Linked DNA regions of Zea mays: all the other regions are linked to region 2. The links are chromatin contacts, called in public Hi-C maps. All regions are on one chromosome and are shown on one strand. Each heading gives the region's core, a stretch centred on a gene start, on an enhancer-like site or on the middle of the called end of the contact. The rest is flanking DNA. Distances are from core to core; before and after follow the strand shown.

Region 1 (3,038 bases), core at 531-3,030, 200 kb after region 2:
AAAGATTCAACTTAACCTGCAGATAAAAAAATCTATAGAGTTAATCAAAGATATAACTAGAGCAAGAGTTTGAGCTTAACCAGAGGATGAAAAATCGATAACAATCAACAAGATTAAAATTTAGAAGTTAAAATAAAATGTTGGTGGCATGAAAGGGGAGAGCTCTTGGTATCAAGGAGAGAAATGTTACTGACAAATAGCTTTTCATAGTTGGAAAGGAACTACAGAGCGAGCACATATTATGCCCTATTGTAATAGAAAATGACAAGGAGAAGAAAACACATTCATCTTAACATAAAAAATGTTTATTAGTCAAAATGAGAGCAGGACTCGACAGACTAGTACTACAAAATCATGAGAGTGCATTCCCGGCCATTATCGTAAACGGAATTACCGCAACTGCAACACAGAGATGGGTGCAGAAGGAAGCAATATCTGCAACAGTTGCGACGGTGGTCTGTGACTTTTTGTAATGCGTTAGGAGCCTCCACACGAGGCCTGAGACAACAGCTGCTGCTGCAAGGTGCAAGAAACATTCGGAATAAATGGTGACTGAACCTTTGCTGATGCTTGGTATCGACACCGCCAGGAACCCTGCGAATGTTACTTTTGTCAGTTCAAGCGACGCTGGTTTATTATCACCGTCCGCCGCCGCACCACTCCTGCGGCTGCTGCTAACACCTGACGATTCTTCATCGCCGTTCGCGCTAGCAACCTGGTGGTTGTTGTTGCCATCATCCTTGCCGATAGCGACGTAGAAGACATACGCCATGAGGATCAGGAACGGAGCTGCTAGCAGAAGCAATGCTCGTAGTCCCATGAGTGGATACATGATGAAGAACATAGCCAGGGAGACGGCAAAACCCGTGAGGATATCAATGGTCTCTGTCAGATACCTCACGAGTCTGCGTGGAGGCATCGTCTCCACGAGCATTAAGCTCGCAGCAAAAACACAGACAACGAAGCTTGTGCCGATCGGCGTGGTAAGACGACCGCTGGAGCTGTTAATCTGACCCTCCAGAGCGAGGCCTTCCAGTCCCAGAAACAGAAGCGCAGTTATACCAACCAAGAAATCAAGCGAGCTCTCCAGTCTATCGCAGTACTCCATTTCAGCATCTCCTTGTCCCGCACGGGTTGTGAAGTGCATGACGGTACGAATCGCGGAGCAGAGTCCGACGAGGGCGCCGACCGCAGGGAACGCCCAGCTGTCTAGGATGAGATGTACGATCCAACAGGCAAGTGCCACTAAACATGTGCTGGATAAGGGTGCCAGCAACATGGTAGCAGCGTGTGGGGAACCTGAGGAGCTCCCATTATTATTGAAGAATCTCTTGGAGAGACAGCAGACGAGGTAGGGGCAAATACCGGCGACTAGAGTAACCGCTGCTACCACGAGCATGGTGGTCGGGACGGCACCACCATGCTCTTCGCTCTTCAGGTCAACCTTCTTCAGCGCTATCGCAAGAAGCACCGGGCAGACCATCACCACCACTCCTTCCGCGAAAGCACGGTAACGGTTCATCCATGCATCCTACAGAGCATGGAAAATATTACTACTATATAGGAATGGATCAAGTTGGATTTGTGTTCAAATCGTTAGAAGAAGATTGCAGAGTAAACTGAATGGAAGTTGGAATGAAACATCAAGTCAAGCAAATTTAAGATTTTACGAACTACGGTGCATACCATGGGATCTCTGGCAGCCATCAAAGCTTAACTTGGCGAGGTCGTGGTACCTCCGCAACTGACGACCACACGCAGACAGAGAACGGAGAAGCTGCGGGGCCTGGAATGGAGCTGCGTCTCTTCTGCTCGAATGTTGGCTGTTTAAACTATAGCCTTGCAGAAACTTGTAAGCAGCTTCGCCGCTTCAGCATACGGTGGTCGACGAATTTAATTTACACTTAACGCGTAAGCAAATAACACGGATCACACAGAAAAAGCGGCAGCAAAGACTTGTTTTTAGTGAAGTCAACGTCCACGGTCGTGGAAGCAATAATTGGGAAACCGAGTATGATTGGTCTCTTAGGCCATCTGGGTAGTCTACCCAAAGTTTAACAAAAAAACACTGTTTTACAATATAGATTATACTGTTCGTATAGTAGAATTTGAATATGTATATTGGGATGATTATACTGCTGGAGATAGCCTTAGAATTAATCTTCACCAGTTGGCCCAACGTCCAACTGAGTTCTACCTCATGCTATGACCGGGAGGCCATTTTGCACTCGGCAAAAACTTTGCCAATTGTTACACTTGACAAATATTTTATCGTTAAAGGATTCTTTATCGAGTACTTTTTAGACATTCTGCAAAAACTTTGTCGTATATAAAAAAAAATTCGGCAAAGAAAAAACACTATTTGCCGAGTGTTGCCGAGTGTTAAAAAACACTAGGCAAAGAAACTCTTTGTTGAGTGTCAAAAATAAAACACTCGACAAAGAGTATTTTTTCTTTGCCGAGTGTTTTATTTTACCAAGGATTTTTTGCCTGTCACTTGGCAAAGAGCTTCTTTGTCGAGTGCCCAAAAGAAAACACTCGGTAAAACATTTAACACTCGGCAAAGAGTCGAATTCCAGTAGTGAATCCAAGAAGAAGCTAGTGGATCCCTGTTGCGCAGCCCTATAAATAGAGAGGTGAGAGGCCGACGAGAAGCACGAGGTTCATAGTAGCTACTGTCTATGTTCTTCACCTCAAACCCTAGACCGATCTACAGGGTGGGTTGCTAGCAACAGGTAGTCCACCACCAATGTCAAACTCGCTTCCACATTCATCAGCGAAGATCTATGCTAGGGCAGCGACGGTTGGGGAAGCGAGTTCGACATTGGCGGTGGACTTCCCGTTGCTAACAACCCACCCTATAGATAGCCAGGGTTTGAGGTGGGGAACTGAGACGGTAGCTACTGCAAACCTCATGCTTCTCGTTGGTCTCCCACATCTCTATTTATACGGTTGGACGCCCCCAATCAAAGCGCGAGGTCAGGGCCCAGTTGGACGTTGGGCCAACTGGTGGAGATCAATTCTAACATTCCCCGACC
Region 2 (2,880 bases), core at 82-2,581:
GCTCTTACAGTCACTAGATTAGAGACTTTTTCACAAACTAAACTGAACTTGACCAAGTTACTAATATTACATCTTGTAAAAGAAAATATATTTAAAAAATAAAACGTCTCCTAATTTAAAATGGGGAATAGTTTTGAGGTCCCGTCTCGTCTAGAGAGTTAATGGTAAATTCTCCACCAGGTTATAGTATCTCAGACCTATCTACATCATGCTTTCCTTCCCCATACCTATCCCCATACCCATCATGAGTGCAAAACTCATCTCATACCCGTCCCCATTCGGGTTTCGGATCCCTAATGGGTCCCCATCCCCAATTAAGGGATAACTAGGTACTAACAGCTAGCACAAACTATCCAGATTTTAGACATCGCCATATTGGCGAGCACTCATCCATGAACCATGATCCATTCATCCATCTATCAGAAAAGAAATGAGTACTTCGGGACCGGTAGAAGAATGGAGTCTGCTCACCTTCCTTGGTCACTATCTAAGTTCGTTGGCGCCTGAGAATTCATGGTCGTCACCGTCGTCCTAGCAGTCGCGATGCTCCTCGTCGCTGGGGAAGTCGCCAGTGTGCAGTGCTAGCGCAATTGTCCAGGCGTGCGACGGTTGGGCGGCTAGAGGGCATAGCGTATGGCTAGTTATTTTAGAGTTTTGTTTTTTTGCTAGTCTGCTAGTTGACTTGCCGTGTTGCCTTATTGGTTAGGACATGTGCCTGGTGCGCTGTCGTGCTGGGTTTGGTGGCCGCTCGACCTCAACTCATTCATGCAAACATGACAGGTGTACATGTACGAAATACCTATAGTTAATCAGGTTCGGATTATTGCTTCCCAAACCTATACCTGTTTATTTAATGGGTGAAGATTTTGTACCATATTTATATCTATGAGAACAATTTTTGTACTATACCCGTATTCTAATAGGAGAATTCCCACGGGTTAGCGGATATCGGGTTCTATTGATATCTCTAGTCTCGTCGCGTACAAAAAAGAACAAGATATGGCTAGAAGCAAAATCTTTCCTTGGGCGGCCGGCCGCAAAGGCCACGTCATCTCCTCGGCTTATCTTCCACTCGCATACGTGTTGGGACGTCACGGCACAGCCCTCCCTCCCCATTCCGAGTTCTGACCCACGCTCAGAATCCATCCATTTCTATCCCCCACACACAAATACACATCCCCCTTCCCTTCCCCGCAACTACTCTGTGCTCTCTACTACACGCTTCTATCTAAGAGAACAGACCAGACCACGCACGCCGGCAGAGAAAAACCAGAATTCTCCAAGCAATCCTATCGCCAACCCGGCCACGGATCGGGGCTGCCGTCTGTTGCCGCCGGCGCTGGCGCCGACGCCGATGGGCTCCGCCGATCGCAGTAAGGTACATCCGGCTCTCGTCCCCGTTCTCTCTGCTTTGCCGCCAAGCTCTGTGATCTCGGACTGATCGACCTCTCTCCTTTGCTTCTGCGACCCGTCGCTGCAGATCGACGGGATCGTGGTGCCGGAGAAAGGCGCCAGGAGCTGCGTCGAATGCCGCGCCACCACCACGCCCATGTGGCGCAGCGGCCCCACCGGGCCCAGGGTAAGCTCATGATCGCCCTCCCTCCTCTTGTTTTCGAGGCTCCATATACTGTTCGTCCGGATAAGGCACCAGTAGATTGGGGATTCCTGGTGGCTGGATTGGCTGCTGACCTTGATCAACCTATCTACATACACACGCGACTCCGATAGTCCTGCAAATACTAGTTGTTTCTGTCTGTGCTATGTAGGATAGGATATATATATGTCATCATCTACTTATAACCTTCTTATATTACTGAAATTTATGTGCTGTCAATCGCAATCCTGCCCGCTTAGTAGGGATGTATACGACCCCTCTCGTATGTGCTTACCATCTGCTCCTTTTTATGAACACGTTCTAATCAATAGCCAATAGGAACGATATCTGTTAGTCTCAACAACTTGGTGTAAGTATGGATGCGATTTTGTTTGGCTAAAAGCAGGATGCACGACGGTCTACTCATCTTTTGTAGTGAATGTTGAATTGAAATTCAGTCTAGTATAAAACAGTACGATGAAATGAAGACACCAGAGACCAAGTCAAATTAGTGTGCTCTTAGCAGTGCGTTCTAATCAGAGACAGCTAGCTAAGGACGATCGATCCGAACCACATTCCACCAAATCTAACCTGTGCGCCCAAGGTCTTCCAGTTTTTGAATTCCTTACGCAACAGGTCGACAGTACCATCACGGAGAGCTGCCACTCTTGAGACAAGCATGCCTTTTGAGGATCTATCCAGCGAAATTTCCTCTACCCCTTACGGCCAAAATGTTTGCAGTGGACTTGACAATGGAGGAACTGTTTGCAACTGAGATAAATGAAACCATATGCGTGCTCTATTACTTTTCATGGTAATACTAATATTGCTTTGTTTTCATGACATAGCAGTATTTTTTAGACACTGAAATAGGGAATACAAAATGTTCTTCGCAGTCTGTAGTTACAGTACGTTTTGTTTGATTTGGGGACAGGCAAATTGTGAGCTGGGTTTTGGTCTGTTGCTAATGCGGTACGAGACTCGTCCTCGTTGATATTTCTCTCTATGAAATTGGACTGCAACTTGGTTGTTAGGTGAGCTGTTCCTAACAACAGTAGTGCTAACCACCGAGCCAATGGTGTGCCGGGAGAAAGATACTTTATCCACTTTGATTCTCCTAGCCTGATTATTTTTTCATTTCTGCCCTCTACTTTTTCAGTGTGTTTCCGCTGACCAGAATTGCGCACCACCAAGACATGACTTATTACACTTTTTTAGGATAATAAAATAACCAAGAGAATTGTTTTCGCAAAGGAAACTTATGCTAAATTTCACACTCTGCCCTG
Region 3 (3,249 bases), core at 542-3,041, 140 kb before region 2:
CAGCTAAGGGCGTCTCATACCACCCTCATGGTTGCACTCTTTTCCCGGGCGGTCATCCAACGAATAGGTCCTTACGAAGAGGCACTCGAGAAACCGCTCGAGTCCCCTTAAATGCCACAAGTATATCATCATAATCAAAAGGGGAAACAACGTATCATGAATAATCTCATCATGTTCATTGATTAATGTGAAGCACTAGCATAAAGCTAAACCAAAATAACCCAACCCAAATAGGTAAACAAGGACATGATAAACAAAGCTAGTCAATTCTTAGGTATAAATTGTGTAAATATGGGGAGTGAATTATAAAGTGAATAGGACATAGAAGGGTCAAGGGACACTTGCCTTCACTAAACAGATGCTCAGGATCTTCAGCCTCGTAAAACTCGAAGAGCCTGATCACTTGGTCGCCAAAACTTGATCGCCGACTCCTTGAAGCTCAGGAATACATCGCAATCTATTCGCGACACCCAGCGAAGACAAACAAGAACAAGCAAACGAACATATATATGCATAAGAACATTACACCATACAAGATAAAATATTATCAAAATGAGCAACATATAAAAATAGAGAGCGCTTCTACGGTTATGTCGGGATAAGAAAAGCGACGGTCGAAGCTACAGTCAAGAAATTATAACGTTTACGCTATACAAGGACATTTAATTCGACATTATAAAATATAAATTATAACTGCTACGTAGTTTTAATTAAATCTGCTACACTAACAGTTGTCAAATGAATAACTAATATAATTAGCAAGAGAGATTCTAAGCGAGGCAAGTTTACGATGCGCGAAACAGCATGACAGCGTGCGAACGACACGCGGACACGCGCGACATAGCACGCTGACAACACACGAAAACAGTGCGCGCGACTGGAGCGAACGACGCGCGAACCAGCACGTTACCACGTGCGGAACAGCATGCGCAAGAGGCGAGAAACTAAATAGGTGACACATTTGTACTAAACTAATATTAAATAAATAAAAAGTAGTTAAGTTAATATTAGTCATATTAATGTTTATTATAAAAGCGCAAGTTGAACACTATACATTTAATCTAATTGGAATATTAATCTAATAAATATTAGTCGAGCAAACCTTAAATTAATTATCTAAAATGTGTGGCCTGACGAATTAACGTTATTAACATGAGTGTTTATAAGCGAAAAAAATTTATTATCACGCGCAGACGCCATGCGACACACGCGAACGGAGCGCGACAACGCGTGCGAACAGCAGGCGCGACACTCGCGAACGACACACGACGACGCGCGTGAAACAGCGTGCGGCCGACACACAAAACAACACACGCGATAGCGCGCGAACGCCGTGCGCGAACAGCACGACAACAAGCACATCATGCGAGGATCGCTAACAAATATCGCGCACAAACTAAGCGAGTACTAATTAAGAATATTTGAGTTAGCATTAATTACAATAACATGTATTTATAAAGCGCAAGTAAAAACTATAAATTAGTTTTAATTAGAAAGCCATTTTAGTGACTATCAATTAAATAAACAATTAATTAATTAATTATAACACGTGTCATGGCAAAATAATGCTACTAACACATAATCGACATTATTATAAAGCTAACGCGACTGAAACGTGTAGAAACGGGTCTGCGACCCAAAATATATCGACTATATAATACTTGTGGAATTACGATGATGTGGCACATTTTCATTGGCCCGAAACAAAGCCACGCAACGGACCACAAAGAGCATGGCTGCTGAAAATCGTTCACAACTAGGCCTATGGACCTTGACACATGACGAGATGGTTTTTTCTAAAGCATAGCGCACGTACAGTAATGGGATCGTGGGGCCCATGGCATTTCTCTTTTCCAGTCTATTCGCTCGCCATTTGAACGTGGTCAGTTTTTCTTTCTTCTACAACCTGTACGCGCATAGAGAAGAAGGTCGTTCGTCGGCTGCCGCGGCGTCTCACTGGAAGGGAGTAGGAATGAGCAAGGAAGGGCGGCGCGGCGCAGGGGCTAGCTGGCCGGAATGGTGACAGAGCGACGCGCAAGGGGCGAGCACGGCCCGGGACGATCTTCCTGAGCAGGGCGGGCGAGCGTCTCACAGAGGCTGGCGCCAAGGCGCACAACAGCAGCTCGCTGGCGGCCTGCTGCGGAGCGCGGTGCAGCAGTCAGGGAGGGCACGCATAGAATGGGGGATTGCATGGCGCAGATAGTGGCCATGGGCGTGGGCGAAGCTCGTCGCGCCATGGATTTGCTTGTCGCCATGGCTGCGTGTTAGGGAAGGGGCGGGCTGTGTTCACCGACTGTGCACAGGGATTCAGCCACAAGGGGCTGCGAGCATCGCGCTTTGCCTAGAGAAATTTCGGACCGGGGGAGACAGCTCGGCCAAGGGCCGAGCATGGCAGCGCACGAGGAACGCCCGAGAATGAAAGGGGGAATGGAGAAAATTCGTCACCTGCGCACGAGGAACCGTGCTCCTCCTCTCCTGTTGCTGCAGCGCCTGGGGAACTTCTGATCTGGGTAACTCCTTCATGCGCAGGAATAGAGTGAAGGGAACTGGCGTACTCGTAGGCGAGAAACATGGGCACGACAAGACGAGAAAGATATGGTTTGGGAAGATGAACAGGGCTCGGGCGGCCGCTGCCCGCTGGGGCGGAGCAACGTGGGGGGCATGGACTGGGGCACGCTGGGCCGAGCCGACCTGGCAGCCTGGGCGTGTGGCGCTGGGCCACGACGCAAGAGTGCTGGGGGGAAGGCCAGGTGGGCCGCACGCGCAGGCCGGCTATGGGGAGGAGCTAGGGTGGGTTTTTCCCTTTTCTTTCCTATTTCTTTATCTTTTGTTCTTCTTTTCTATTCTCTCTACCAATTCAAATCGAATTCCTTAATAAATGCATGCTCCACAAGATCACTCATCAAACAAAATACAATATGCTTCGGCATGATGGAACAACCAAACCACCTCTAGTGTTTTAATTTTACTAGGCTTACACATAGATATAAAACAAAATAATTCCTCACTCTTTAGGCAAAAGAAAAGAAAAGCATGGAAAAGAGAGGGTAACACCTGAATTTGGTGGATATTAGAAAAGAAATTTTATACCCCCAAATTCAGGGTGTTACAAATCTAACCCCCTTAACAAGAATCTCGCCCCCGAGATTCAAGAAGAAGCTAGCAAGGAAACAAGGTTGGTTCATAGATTGTTTAAAACTTCTTCGGCTCAACTTTGACTCTAGCAACTTTAACTTGCGAACTGGTTGT

What was found. A called contact is a pair of places that touch in the nucleus more often than the background predicts.
Region 1: a contact with region 2 is called in a Hi-C map of tassel, with 2.9 times the contacts expected there. The contact joins the promoter of LOC100192940 here to the promoter of LOC100273183 in region 2. A contact is called at or near these places in 3 of 25 Hi-C or Micro-C datasets (ear, leaf and tassel).
Region 3: a Hi-C map of tassel shows a contact between it and region 2, with 2.5 times the contacts expected there. The contact joins the enhancer-like site here to the promoter of LOC100273183 in region 2. A contact is called at or near these places in 5 of 25 Hi-C or Micro-C datasets (bundle sheath, ear, endosperm and 2 more).

The regions. Positions count from the first base shown.
Region 1 is chr3:65,638,620-65,641,657 of Zm-B73-REFERENCE-NAM-5.0, forward strand. LOC100192940 reads right to left here and starts at 1,781. Exons shown (of 2, transcript NM_001138121.1): 1 at 1,687-1,781; 2 at 186-1,531. The coding sequence starts at 1,707. The coding sequence ends at 353.
Region 2 is chr3:65,436,135-65,439,014 of Zm-B73-REFERENCE-NAM-5.0, forward strand. LOC100273183 reads left to right here and starts at 1,332. Exons shown (of 3, transcript NM_001147628.1): 1 at 1,332-1,378; 2 at 1,481-1,579. The coding sequence starts at 1,355.
Region 3 is chr3:65,295,735-65,298,983 of Zm-B73-REFERENCE-NAM-5.0, forward strand. No RefSeq gene overlaps it. Among protein-coding and RNA genes, the nearest start is that of LOC100216952, 58 kb to the left of the region's middle. Within about 2 kb of position 1,792, at least 16 of the 20 cell types and tissues checked have an H3K27ac peak or open chromatin away from gene starts, as enhancers often do. A contact at or near this core is called in bundle sheath, ear, endosperm and 2 more, where this site is marked.